Regions from separate parts of the Sus scrofa genome. Here region 2 is linked to region 1. The links are chromatin contacts, called in public targeted proximity ligation maps. All regions are on one chromosome and are shown on one strand. The core of a region is the stretch at or near the end of the contact, and the rest is flanking DNA. Distances in the headings are between cores, read along the strand shown. Region 1 has its middle 22 kb from the start of PLEKHO1. Region 2 overlaps VPS45 (vacuolar protein sorting 45 homolog).

The links.
Region 2: a targeted proximity ligation map of alveolar macrophages shows a contact between it and region 1. A contact is called at or near these places in 3 of 47 Hi-C or Micro-C datasets (adipocytes, psoas muscle and retroperitoneal adipose tissue) and 1 of 2 datasets of targeted methods (alveolar macrophages).

Annotation. Positions count from the first base shown.
Region 1 is chr4:98,908,782-98,915,940 of Sscrofa11.1, forward strand. No RefSeq gene overlaps it. Among named protein-coding and RNA genes, the nearest start is that of PLEKHO1, 22 kb to the right of the region's middle.
Region 2 is chr4:98,981,428-98,988,063 of Sscrofa11.1, forward strand. VPS45 (vacuolar protein sorting 45 homolog) reads right to left here. Exons shown (of 15, transcript NM_001244994.1): 11 at 1,971-2,129; 12 at 1,665-1,772; 13 at 453-574. Among named protein-coding and RNA genes, the nearest start is that of VPS45, 26 kb to the right of the region's middle.

The sequences.
Region 1 (7,159 bases), core at 445-2,944:
TTCCTGGGATGTGCCTGCCAGTGTAAGCATCCCATACCCTCAGGCTCTGTGCTTAATTGAAATTATTCCAGAAGGTTCATCACCTTTAGGAAAATACTTCTAGATTTCTTTACATTTGTATAGCACTTTATGGCTGGCAAAGAGACCTTAGCAACAATGATTTAATTTGAAATTCCCAGCAAACCATCTGGGGTAAGTGGGGCATGTTTTATTCCCATGTAACAGATGGTGTAACTGAGGCTTAGAGAGATTGATATAAAGAAACTGAGAGAAGACACATAGATAATAAATAGAGAGCAGGAAGAGGGCCCTCTGGACTACTACAGGACTGATGAGGTGAGAGGTAGCTTCCCTACTCTCCATCTATCTAGGGCTTGGAATTCTTGAGTCTGTTTCCCCAATCATATTTTACATCCCAGTAAAACACATGTCACTTTAAAAAATAATTTCTCATTGAAAAAAAAAAGTAGTATTAGTAAGATATTTTACAGTTTGCAAAATACTCCCCCCCCCTTTTCAGGGCCATACCTTCGGCATATGGAAGTTCTCAGGCTAGCAGTTGAATCGGAGTTACTATTGCTGGCCTACGCCACAGCACAGCAGCGTCAGATCTGAGCTGTGTCTGAGACCTACATCACAGCTCTCGGCAATGCCGGATCCTTAAACCAATGAGCAAGGCCAGGGATCGAACCCGCATCCTCATGGATGCTAGTTGGGTTCATAACCCTCTAAGCCACAGTGGGAACTCCTACAGTTCGCAAAATTCTTTAAAATCCACGGACTCATTTGATTTTGACAATAACGCTATGAGGTGAGTACAGCAAATTTTTAAGTAATTCCATTTTGCAGATGAGGAAATAGACTTAGGAATTGAGACCTGCCCTAGGTCAAACTAGAAATAAGAAGCAGAGCCAGAACGGGAACTTGGCTTTCCGGTCAGCAACTTCAATGCCTTTTTATACTTTCATTATTGTTATTACTTTTATTGGGCTGTGTAATTTTCTTTTTTAAAAATTCAAACTAGATAACCTTGTGTAGACTTTCATTAAAAAACATTTATTGAGTACCTTTGTAAACTGCTCCCTATCTAGTTGAGGGAAAGTTAAATAAACAAATGGTTACAATCAAAGACAAAATATAATTTGCAGTTTGGAGACAATAAGTGGTTTTTAATGACAGCATGATGACAATTTTCCTCAAAAGTTAATGGTCACAATTGAGTTTTGTGAAGAGTGGGAGAGAGAAGCCACACATACCCATGTGTGTAAGTGCCCCCCACCCCCCGACATTAGTAAAAACCATCTGAATTTTACATTCCAATAAGTAATTGGCATTTTCTTGGCATGTTAATCTGTAGGAAATTACAGGCTGCAGTGTAGTAGTATATCATCAAAGAATGTCAACTAGATTACAGTATTATGTTACTTTGATGTCATTGCCCAGCATTATTTTGGGCTTTTTCTTATTAACAGATACATTAGCTAGATCTTATTTCAACAACATCATGTAAAAAAAAGAGAGGGAGAGAATTTGTAATAATTTCCTTTGTAAACAGCATATTTCTTGTTTGATAATAAAGACTTTGCTTACTTCTTGTCCTCTTGCTTCCTCGGGGCCATAATTGGTTGTTAGTCTGCTTGTCCCTCTTGGTTTTCCAGGGCAACATGTGACCTGAAGCAGACTCTAAAAGAGGAAGCATAAGTCAGACTTAGAGATTCAAGATGAAACAGAACAGTGTGTTTAGAGCACTAGACTTAGAATTCTTTTTTTTAAAAAGGAAGTCTAAGACTCCCCTACATATTGAAGAATTAACTTTATCCAAAGAGAGGTCTGGTCTTTGCTTTTAGCTACTGGGAGGCAATCCCTGGACCCCCTAAAATGTCCTACCTGATAGGAGAGTTTTTGTCGGCCTAGGGCGTTTGGGCACTGGCTAGTCTGGCAATTTTGTGGTGGGAGCTTTGGGACATGCCGTGTCAGATGTGACCTCCAGAGGGCCTGTGTGCCATGTGGGCAGTGTGTGACTGAGCCTCAGTATAAACTCTGGACGCCAGAGACCCAGGTAAGCATCTCTGCTTGGCAACACTCTTGAGTGCTGGCATACATTGTAGCCAGGAGGAGGTAATGCCATCCAGGACGCCACAGGAGATGACCAGAAGCTTCATGTTTGGGCCTCTCCCATATTTCACCCCATCTGTCTCTTCTTTTGGTTGGTTCTGATTTATATCCTTTTGTGGTAATAAAACTTTAATTGTAAGTATAGTGTTCTCCTGAGTTCTGTAAGTATTTCTAGCAAAGTCTCAAACTTGAGGGAGTAGTAGGATTCCTGAACTTGTGACTGGTTTCTCAAGTGAGGGCAGCTTTGTGGAGGACTAGGCCTATAACCTGTGAAGTTTGGCCTAACGCTGGCCTAACATTGGAAGTTGGTGTCAGACATCACTGCATTTCCCAAAACCTGATTTTAGATTTAGATTTTGGCACTTTCTAGCTCAGGTTAGTTCTCTCAGCTTCAGCTTTTTTGTTTTTAATCCTTAATTGAGGGGTCATCTCTGCCCTATTTTCCTCACAGGGTTAATTCTTTAAGATCAAAATAAATAAATAATGCGTACAAAAGATATTAACAGCAAATAAGAATGTGCTATTTAAAAACTATCGTAGGCCATCAAACTATATTAATATTATTTCAGTGGAACTAAATGGTGAGGATGAATACGGCAGAGGTGTGGGTGGGTTCAGCACCATTTTATTCATTTATTACACAAACAATTTTTGTGTTTATGTTGTGTGCAGAGCTCTGGGCAGATAACAGTGAAGAAATCAAGGCTATGCCCTTGTGGGGCTAATATTATACTCAGGGAGAGAGATAATAACATGAAGTAAATAATGAGACTGCATGAACTGTTGTGGGAGAAGCGAATGGAGGGACAAGATAGGGAGCAGTTCCATCAGAAGGGCTGCTTCTTGAGGCAGAGTGGCCAATAAAGAGCTCTCAGAGGAGCTGACATTTGAAAAAAGATTGTAAGGAAGAGAACTAGAATGTTTTTCAGGCAGGAGGACTAGGAAGGGCAAAGGTGGTCTTTTTTTTTTTTTTGGTGTGTGTGTGTGTTTTTAGGGCCTCACCCTCAGCACATGGAGGTTCCCAGGCTAGGGGTCTAATTGGAGCTGTAGCCGCCAGCCTACACCACAGCCACAGCAACACAGGATGCGAGCCACTTCTGCGACCTACACCACAGCTTATGGCAACGCCGGATCCTTAACCCACTGATCGAGGCCAGGGATCGAACCCATGTCCTCATGGATGCTAGTTGATTCATTAACCACTGAGCCACGACGGGAACTCCAGGGCAAATGTCTTGAGATGGGAAAGAGGTTAGTGTGTTTGAAGAATAGAAAGGAGGTCTATGTGGCTGCACTGAGACGGTGTAATGTGGGGGTCGGGCCTGGGTCAGATAATAAAGGAGAAGAGGTGGGATTTTTATGTTGAGAGTGATGTGAAGCTTGGGTGGTTTACGTAGGCAAGTGACATGAATTGCTTTAAAAATCCACTACTGGGGGTGGGAGAGGAGAAGCTGGGGTAGCTCACCAGGGTTCCAGTGAGTTCTTTTCATAAAGGGACATCAAGAAGGGAGGTTCGTGGGATAACCACAGGCTGTTGCTGCGGTTGGTCTTGGGGCTACAACCCGTAACTTGTCGTCTCCTTGCTCGGTTATCTACTCTAAATTCCGCTCTTCCTCTCTGCGGGCGATGAGTCCACTATCATCTCTGCTGGTCCTGTTGGCTCACCTGGTTGTATAACTCACTCTCTTTTTCTTGAGGAGGTCTGAGCCCTGATACCCTCCCCCTTCACTGGCTGGGCTGGGCTGGGCTGGGCTTGCCATTCATGTCACATTTAGGCCACAGAGTGCCAAGAAGTGCCCAGTGGATACCCGAGTTCCATGCATAGTCTTGCCCAGCATCATAGCAGTTCCACTTCCTTTTGCTGATCAGACTCAATATCCCTGCCTCAGGCCCCGTCAAAGCTGCAGCCTTGGGGAGCAACGTGCATGATGTAACTTACATTTTATTTTTATTTTTAAATTTGTGGCCTTTTAGGGCTGCAGTTGTGACATACGGAGGTTCCCAAGCTAGGGGTCTAATTGGAGCTACAGCTGCTGGCCTACACCACAGCCATAGCAACTTAGGATCTGAGCTGAGTCTGTGACCTACACCTGGTCCTTAACCCACTGATTGAGGCCAGGGATGGAACCCAAACTCTCATGGTTGATAATCAGATTTGTTTCCTCTGCACCACAACGGGAACTCCCTAACTTACATTTTAAAAAAATGTCATTCTGGCTGCTGTGTGGAACCTGGATGGAAAGGGAGTCAGAGTGGAAGCAGAGAGGATAGTAGGAGTTCCTTTTTGTCCAGGTGAGAGATGGTGGTTTGGGCCAAGGAGGTGGTCATGGAAATACTTCTACTTGTTAGACTACAAACTCCAGGAAGGCTTGGAGCTGTTTCTTTTGTGTCCTTATGTGTTCCAAGCTTCTAAAATTGCTTGGAGTACATAGTAGGTACTCCAAAAATATAGCTGGATCAATGAGAGAATAATTCCTTTCTAAAGTTAGACAAGAGTCAAGTTTAGGATAAATAAAAGAGTAAGCTCTTCTAAAAAAAAAAAAAAAAAAAAAAGCTGACACTTTGTTATGTGCCCCAATATATGGGCTGGAGCAATATTCTTCAAGATTGACATATTGTTACCAGAACAAAGAGGCCTACCAGGGATTGTTTCCTTTTTTGTGGATGTAAGATGCAGCAGTTTATCTTTTGTCTAAACAGATGTCCTAGCACACTACTGCCACTGGACCTCAAATGACTTTACCGAAAGGAGAGGTCCCTGAATCTTCATAGAGTTTATATCCCACCCTCTTGATCACTTGTCTTACCAAGAGTTCCAGGTCGTAGCCACCTTTTACTCATTTACTCCAATCAACATAATGTCACTGATGCAGTGGATCAGTGTGATGTTCTGCGGGATGTCCCAATGGTCTAGCTCTTTTCTGGATATACCATGACATAGACAGGGAGAGTTACCACAGCCTGGGGGAAAAACTAAATGAATGGCGTTCGGTTCACCTGAATGCTATTTCTGATCTTCTTTCCTGATTGGGGTAAAGAGGAATGTATTTGCTATATCAGTGGCCACTTGAAGCCATATTTGTATGCTCTAGCAATGAGACCACATCTAGCATGGTGGCTGCAATTAGGACTTGAGCTGAACTGGCAGTAGTCTGCATCATTCTTTAAGATCTGTATGTTTTCTGCAAGGGCCAGAGTGGTGAATTAAACAGAGATACAGTAGGGACCTCTACCTCTGCATCCTTGAGGTCCTTAAGCGTGGTGCTGATCTCTGTCTTCCCTCCAAAACAAAAATATTGTGTTTTGTTTACTGTCTTGTCTGGGGAATGGAGGGGTGGGAGAGGAGTACAGTTTCAGAGGCTTCCATTCACCCTTCTCCACTGTGAAAGCTCTTATCACATAAATCAATGACCCAATGTGGGGGCTTCTCCAACTGCCAAATATATCAATCCCAGTTACACATTCAGGGACTGGAGAAATGACCACCAGCTTGGGCCATGGACCTAGTGAACCCACTTTAAGATGCCTTGAGCCAGGATACCATTTGGACCTGGCCCGTGTCCCATCACTCCCGTGGGGGTCCACAGTGACATTTCAGGTCTCTGAATACCAACGCTGTGTCCTGCCATATATCTGCCTCCCCCCAACCTCCCAAGTGAATGTCTGTAAGTCCCTATGGGAGAAGGACTGGTGGAATTACAGTGTATACTTGCGGTGACATTGAAAGCTGCTTTCTCCTGGGGACTCAGTTTTCATACAAGAGATTTCAGCTCTGAAAACACTTTCAAGTCTAGGAGCTGGGCAGGGGATCATGACATTAAAAAAGTGTTTAGGAATTCCGTCGTAGTGCAGAGGAAATGAATCCAACTAGGAACCATGAGGTTGCAGGTTCAGTCTGTGGCCTCGCTCAGTGGGTTGAGGATCTGGCATTGCTGTGAGCTGTGGTGTAGTTCGCAGACACGGCTCAGATCCAGTGTTGCTGTGGCTGTGGTGTAGGCTGGCAGCTGTAGCTCTGATTCGACCCCTAGCCTGGGAACCTCCATAGGCACTAAAAAGCAAAAAAATTAAAAAAAAAGTGTTTAAAAACTATTTTTATTTTTAGCTGCGGTAGAAAACGTAAAATCATCGTAAAAATTTTAAACAGTACAGTTTAGTAGCATTAAGCACATTCACAGTGTTGTGCAACCCAGAAATTTTACATTTTGCAATATTGAAACTGTGTATGTATTAAACGACAACCCATTTCCCCCTCCCTTGAGTCCCTGGTAACTGCTCTTCTACTTTCTGTTTCTATGACTTTGACTACTTTAGATACTTCATATAAGTGGGAGCATATAGCATTTGTCTTTCTGTGACTAGCTTTCTTAGCATACTGTCCTCAAGGTTCATCCATGTTGTGGTATTTGACAGGATTTGCTTCCTTTTTGAAGGCTGATTAATATTTCATTGTATAAATATACCATATTTTACTTATCCATTCATCCATTCGTGGACATTTGAGTTACTTTCACCTCTGGGCCATCGGTAATAATGCTGCTATGAACATGGGTGTGCAAATATCCTTACAAGACCCTGCTTTTCATTTTTTTTTTTTTTTTTTTTTTTTTTTTAGGGCCACAGGTGGGGCTTATGGAAGTTCCCAGACTAGGAGTCAAATTGGAGCTACAGCTGCCGGCCTACACCACAGCCACAGCAACACCAGATCCGAGCTGCATCTGGACCTACATCACAGCTTATGGCAATGCTGGATCCTTAAGCCACTGTGCAAGGCAAGGGATGGAACCTGCATCCTCCTAGTTGAGTTCCTTTCCACTGAGCCATAACAGGAACTCCCTGCTTTCATTCTTTTTTTTCCCTTTCTTTTTATGTTCATACCTGCAGCATTTGGAAGTTCCCAGGCCAGGGACTGAATCTGAGCTGCAGCTGTAACTGGAGCCAAAGCTGCAGTAACTCTGGGTCCTTTAACCCACCGTACCAGGTGGGGGATCCAAACTGCTGCAGTCGGATTCTGTTTTTTTGTTTTTTGGGGCACCTGCAGCATATG
Region 2 (6,636 bases), core at 3,089-5,588, 75 kb after region 1:
GTTAATTAGGTCTCAGTTTTTATGCTGGCCACATTTCGCAAAGTCCAGTCCTCACCAAAAATAGTAACAACCTGCTCTGGATGGCAATCAAGCAGCAAATCTATTTTTGGCCTTAATGTTTGAAAGTCCAAATGCTAGATTCCATGGAACTGAACCTTAAATGGCATAAGGAAACTGGTCTGATATTAAAGGACAGAACACAAGTTGGGGGGGGGGGTAGGGGAGCTTCAAAACAACGGTTTCTTTATTCCAAAAGAAATGATGCTTCAAGGTTAACAGGTAAATTTAAATCTAACTCTGACACATGAAACACCGAAAGAATCTTAGAACTGAAACAACCGTGGAAGGACAAATAGAATGATATAACCTTAGTTGTAGTCCCTTATATTACCCTAAGTTTCCCATTTTCTTAGTTTTTCTGGTTTTTATTATTAATATCTTTGTTATCTTACCTGTCTCTGAGTGTGCTGGGGCCTAGATAAGGATATAGGTTTTCCTTAAGCTTTCCTTTGATGAGATGGTCCAAGGTCTCATGTAAGAAAGGTTGATGCTGAGTATATACATTTTCTACTCCCTAAGACAGAGGGAAATGGTTCTTATGTCATTTTTTGGAAACTTGACATGTAATAGTTAATGATACTCATATCAGAAAAGGACATGCACTCAACAGAGACTTCATGGGATAGAGTCAAGCAGGAATTTTAGGAGAATTTTAGAATTAATTATTTTCATCAATTAGAAATGCACCAATCTCATTAAAATACTCTGTATTTTAAGGCTAGCTGTTATAAAAGAATTTTAAAAATGGAATTGCTCGGAGTTCCCGTCGTGGCGCAGTGGTTAACGAATCTGACTAGGAACCATGAGGTTGCAGGTTCGGTCCCTGCTCTTGCTCAGTGGGTTAAAGGATCCGGCGTTGCCGTGAGCTGTGGTGTAGGTTGCAGACACAGCTTGGATCCCGTGTTGCTGTGGCTCTGGCGTAGGCCAGTGGCTACAGCTCCGATTCGACCCCTAGCCTGGGAACCTCCATATGCCATGGGAGCGGCCCAAGAAATAGCAAAAAGACAAAAAAAAAAAAAAAAAAAGGAATTGCTTAAATCCTTTATCATATCTTCACTGGCTCTCATCCTTTTGTGAAAATACTGTATGATAGGTAGAGCAAATAAAAGGAAGGAGCACACAGAAAAGGAGACTAAAAACACTCAGGAAAATGGAAAATTTTTAGGAAATGTAAGAAAGGCTAGCAGATTAAAACTAATTTTTGACCATTTTAAGACAACAGGTGAGTGTTTTAAAAAGATCTACAATTGTTTGCTTCATCTTTAATTTCCTTCAAAGAAAAACCACCTTACAAATTTTAAATTGTAAACAAATGGAGTAAAATAGCTACAACTAACAGAACTGTCTGCCATTTTACTCTTGATTATTTTCTGGAAATATCTCGTAATTCCCTTCTCAGATATGTGGGCTGATGCTGATGCTGCTCTAATACAGGAAGTATTTAAAGAAAAAACTTTCCAGAGGATGTCCGCTTTAATTTCATTTAATTGACATAGTACTAAACCAGCAGCGATCCTGAAGTTACTCTGAAGATCATATTCATTCACTCTCAGCCTTAGGGGCTTCGACTGTCTTTCCTTTAGGAAAGCATAGAGATGTCATACCTTCAATCCTTTGAGGAACTGTTTGGTAATAGCCACAGCATCTTTGGGGCTGAAGAGGTCGCTTCCTCTGACCCGTTTACCACCATATTCAACAACTGCAGACACAAGCTTTAAAAAAGAGAGAGAAACAAACTCTTAGTGCTTGGATGACAGGAAGAAAATAACTTTATTAAATAAATGAAGACATGAGAATACAGAATTATATATTTCTGTGAATAAAGATAGTATGACATCATTTGTCAGAGCTAAGTATGTAAGAACAGTGTTGGTTCCCATTTGATGGGATTAATATACATATCTGGTTACCTTTCGATACTTCTCAGAAACACCTTTATTCCTGAGGTCCATCATTAATCCTGGTAGGCTATTGCTGCTGTGTCGCTCATAATGTAGAGCATAAAGCATTACCAGGCGGGCAGCATCAAACTCTGTCACTTTGGGGTTCTGCAGGAGCCTCTTTACATTCTGAAGAAAAACAGAACTGATATTTATCCTCTCTTCACGTGGTTGATGTGTAATATCTTGGCTATAACCATTACTGAATGGCAGTGATACACCTAAGATACATATGACTAAGATTACTACTATGGCAATGTACAGGTCATAGGTTTAGCAACTGTTTCAATAACAAAAATTAAATGCCTCTTGCTTAAGATAAGAAGGGACCTAATCAAACTGACAAGCTTTTGCACAGCAAAGGAAACCAAAAAGAAAACAAAGACAACTTACAGAATGGGAGAAAATAGTTTCAAATGATGCCACTGACAAGGGCTTAATCTCTAAAATATACAAACAACTTATACAACTCAACAGCAAAAAAGCTAACAACCCAGTGGAAAAATGGGCAAAGGACCTGAATAGACATTTCTCCAAAGAAGATATACAGATGGCCAACAAGCAGTTGAAACAATGCTCAACATCACTGATTATTAGAGAAATGCAAATCAAAATTACCATGAGATACCACCTCACAACAGTCAGAATGGCCATCATTAATAAGTCCACAAATAACAAATGCTGGAAGGGGTGTGGAGAAAAGGGAACCCTCCTGCACTGGTGGTGGGAATGTAAGTTGGTACAACCACTATGGAGAACAGTATGGAGGTATCTTAGAAATCTATACATAGAACTACCATAAGACCCAGCAATCCCACTCTTGGGCATCTATCCGGACAAAACTCTACTTAAAAAAGACACATGCACCCTCATGTTCATTGCAGCACTATTCACAATAGCCAAGATATGGAATCAACCCAAATGTCCACTGATAGATGATTGGATTAGGAAGATGTGGTATACATACACAATGGAATACTACTCAGCCATAAAAAAGAATGAACTAATGCCATTTGCAGCAACATGGATGGAACTAGAGACTCTCATCCTGAGTGAAGTAAGTCAGAAACAGAAAGACTAATACCATACAATATCACTTATATCTGGAATCTAATATATGGCACAAAGGAAACTTTCCACAGAAAAGAAAATCATGAACGTGGAGAATAGACTTGTGGTTGCCAAGGGGGGAGGAGAGGGAATGGGAGGGACTGGGAGCTTGGGGTAAATAGATGCAGAATGTTGCCTTCAGGATGGATTAGCAATAGGATCCTGCTGTGTAGCACTGGGAACTCTGTCTAGTCACTTGTGATGGAACACTTAATGGGAGAAAAAAGAATGTATACATGCATGTGTAACTGGGTCACCATGCTGTAGAGTAGAAAAAATATACATAAATAAATGATAAAAAAAGAAAATAAATTCTCACTGTAATTGCTTTAGGACAAAAATGAATTTAACCATGGATATTTACTCTTTTCTTTCCTTTGATTGAGATGGTCCAGGGTCTCATGGAGGAAAGGCTGCAATTTCCTTGCTGAAATAAGGAACACATACTATTTCCACCACTTCAATCAATATAGGACACAAGAGAACTACCAGCTGACTTGTAAAACTACTGCCTTCTTTCAGTGTTAGTGATTGACCAGTGAAATGGAGGCAAGTTGGTAAAATTTGACATAGGAAGATTGGGCTTAATCTCTAAGAAGCATCTATGTAACAACGTTTCCACATGGCTTACAGAGATATGAATAATATAATCTCTAAATTGAATATTTATGATTTTAGGAGGGCAGGTACTGATGGCAAAGCTAGACAACATCATGTTTAGGTTTTGTCAATCCTCACATTAAGGGACTTCCCTATAGCATAGATATATATTTATTATGCAGCAGAACAAATTAATTAGAGCTAGCAAATACTTTTTGATCACTCTCTAAGCAGAGGGCACTATGCCAGGCACTGGGGAAGTTAGAGAGATGATTTAGAGAGTTCCTGTCCCCAGTGCCTTCATAGCCATTGGGGCAAAGAAGGATAAAACAAGTACGCCCTTTCTGCTATAAAGTATGTTTCCTTAACACATTTTAGCTCTATGAGATTTGTAAATATGGGAACAATATAGAAGGCATATTGGTTGATATGTAATTTTTCTAGCAAGTTAATATTTAGAAGAGATTGGGGGCAAATTTCCTCTTTAAAGAGGAAATTTTACCAACATGTTAAGAAAAAAAGATGAAAATCCTACAGAAATGTTTCCTGTAAGAAGTAGCTGGTTTTGTAGCTTTAAGAATTACTGTCTGTGGGAGTTCCCATTGTGGCGCAATGGAAACAAATCTGACTAGGAACCATGAGGCTGCAGGTTTGATCCCTGGCCTCACTCAGTGGGTTAAGTGTCTGGATCTGGCGTTGCTGTGAGCTGTGGTGTAGTTTGCAGACTCGGCTCAGTTCCTGAGTTGCTGTGGCTGTAGCTCTGATTCGACTCTGAGCCTGGGCACCTCCACGTGCCGCGGGGTGCAGCCCTAAAAAGCAAAAAAAAAAAAAGTCCTAGGAGTTCCCTGGTGGCATAGCAGGTTAAACCCTGGCCTGGGAACTTCCACATGCCTCAGGTGTGGCAAAAAAAAAAAAAAAAAAAAAAAGAGAGAGAGAGAGAGAGAGAGAGAGAGAGAAGGAATGTACTATCAAATAATAATATTAAAAAGAGTCAACCCTCCTACACTATTGGTGGGAATGTAAATTGGTACAACTACTATGGAAAACAGGATGGAGTTTCTTCAAAAAAAAACCCAGCAATCCCATTCCTGGGCATATATCTGGAGAAAACCAAAGGCTGAAAAGAGACATGAACCTCAGTGTTCACTGCAGAATGATTTACAATAACCAAGACATGGAAGCAGCCTAAAATATTAATGGATAAAGAAGATGTGGTACAAAAAAAAAAAAAAAAAAAAAGATGTGGTACAAATATACAATGGAATATAACTCAACCATAAAAAAGCATGAAATAATGCCATTTTCAGCAACATGAATGGACCTAGAGATTATCATATTAAATGAAGTCAGACAGAGAAAGAAAAATATTACATGATGTCACTTATATGTGGAAACTAAAAAAAATGATACAAATGAACTTACTTACAAAACAGAAAAAGGCTTACAGACTTCAAAAACAAACTTAAGGTTACCAAAGAGGAAAGGTGGGAGAAAGGGATGGATTGGGGGTCTGGGACTGGCACATATGCACACTATTGTATCAGAATGGATGGATGGTCAACAGGGACCTGATGTATAGTGCAGAGAATTTTACTCAATATTCTATGATAACCTGTATGGGGAAAGAACCTGAAAAAGAACAGATATATGTATACATATAACTGAATCACATTGTGCACATCAGAAATTATCACAACATTGTAAATGAACTATACTTCAATAAAACTTTAAAAAATGAAAAAATAATGATAGTTAAATATTAACAAGTACCATTTACCATATTAAGTGCTTTACATGTATAAGCTCATTGCACCGTCACAAATATCTTTGTGGCAAGTACTGATATTTCCCCCCATTTTTTCAGACAAAAGACTAAGTAAGACTTGGAGTAGTTAAGAATCCTTTTCAAAGCCAAGCCAGCCAAGATTCAAGCTCTTAGCCACTGTCTTATACTGCTTCAAACAGACCTCTTTATCTTCATTTTTCTAACAAGTATTTATTGTCCTTACTATGTGTTATTAGTGGGATGATTTGAGATCTTTTACCCAAGGTCAGGAAAGAGAGATATAAAATAGACTATATCTTCCTTTCAAATGAAGAGCTATGATATGACAATAAAAGGGGGAGAAACTGTTTACTTTCTAAAGATTTTTCTCTTTATGGCACAGGAAAAATATCTTACTAATCAAAAGAGTTTTTTTCCAGCGCTATGCACATATTTCAATGACAGTTTCACTACAGTTTGGGTTTAGTGAAATCCTTCTAAGTCAAATTTTTGTTAGCCTGTAGAATAACTGGTTGGAAGTGGCAGCAATTTATTGGTTTCTTTTTAGCAATATGTGAGCTTTTTTTCTCTCACCATGATACAGTTAATATTCAGTAAAGGAAACCTCATCTTTACTCAAAAACCAATTCATTGCTTCATGACGTATTATCATCTAAGGTCAAGCCAAGGAATGCTATAACCCATCTAGGGGTCAGGCCCCTGGCATCTACTCATTATTAAACAAAAGTTCTCTTTATAGACTATTTAAATCATGTTGCCAAAGAAACCCTTTATGGTGGGAGAGTCCAAATCAACTGTTCATTGTAACCACCCTGACATCACAAGCAAGAAAACTTTCAAAAGATAATTTTTAAAAATATAAAAGTGGATCACAAATGGGATTCATATTTTAAAGTATCTATTTTTCTTTAAAAGTAAACAAAAAAATAAGACTTCAGGCAAGGAATTACAGTAACCTTTTCTAACTGCTTTCCAGATGGTAGAGAGATACAAATAAAGATACTAAAATTGGCTAGTGATTGTTTGGTTCTATTGTTTCAAAGGGAAAAATAAAATGATAAAGAAACAAAAGGAAATTTAAATTGAGTCACAGGATACAATTCTGTTTTTATTTAAAGAGAAGAAAATTAATTTTATTGA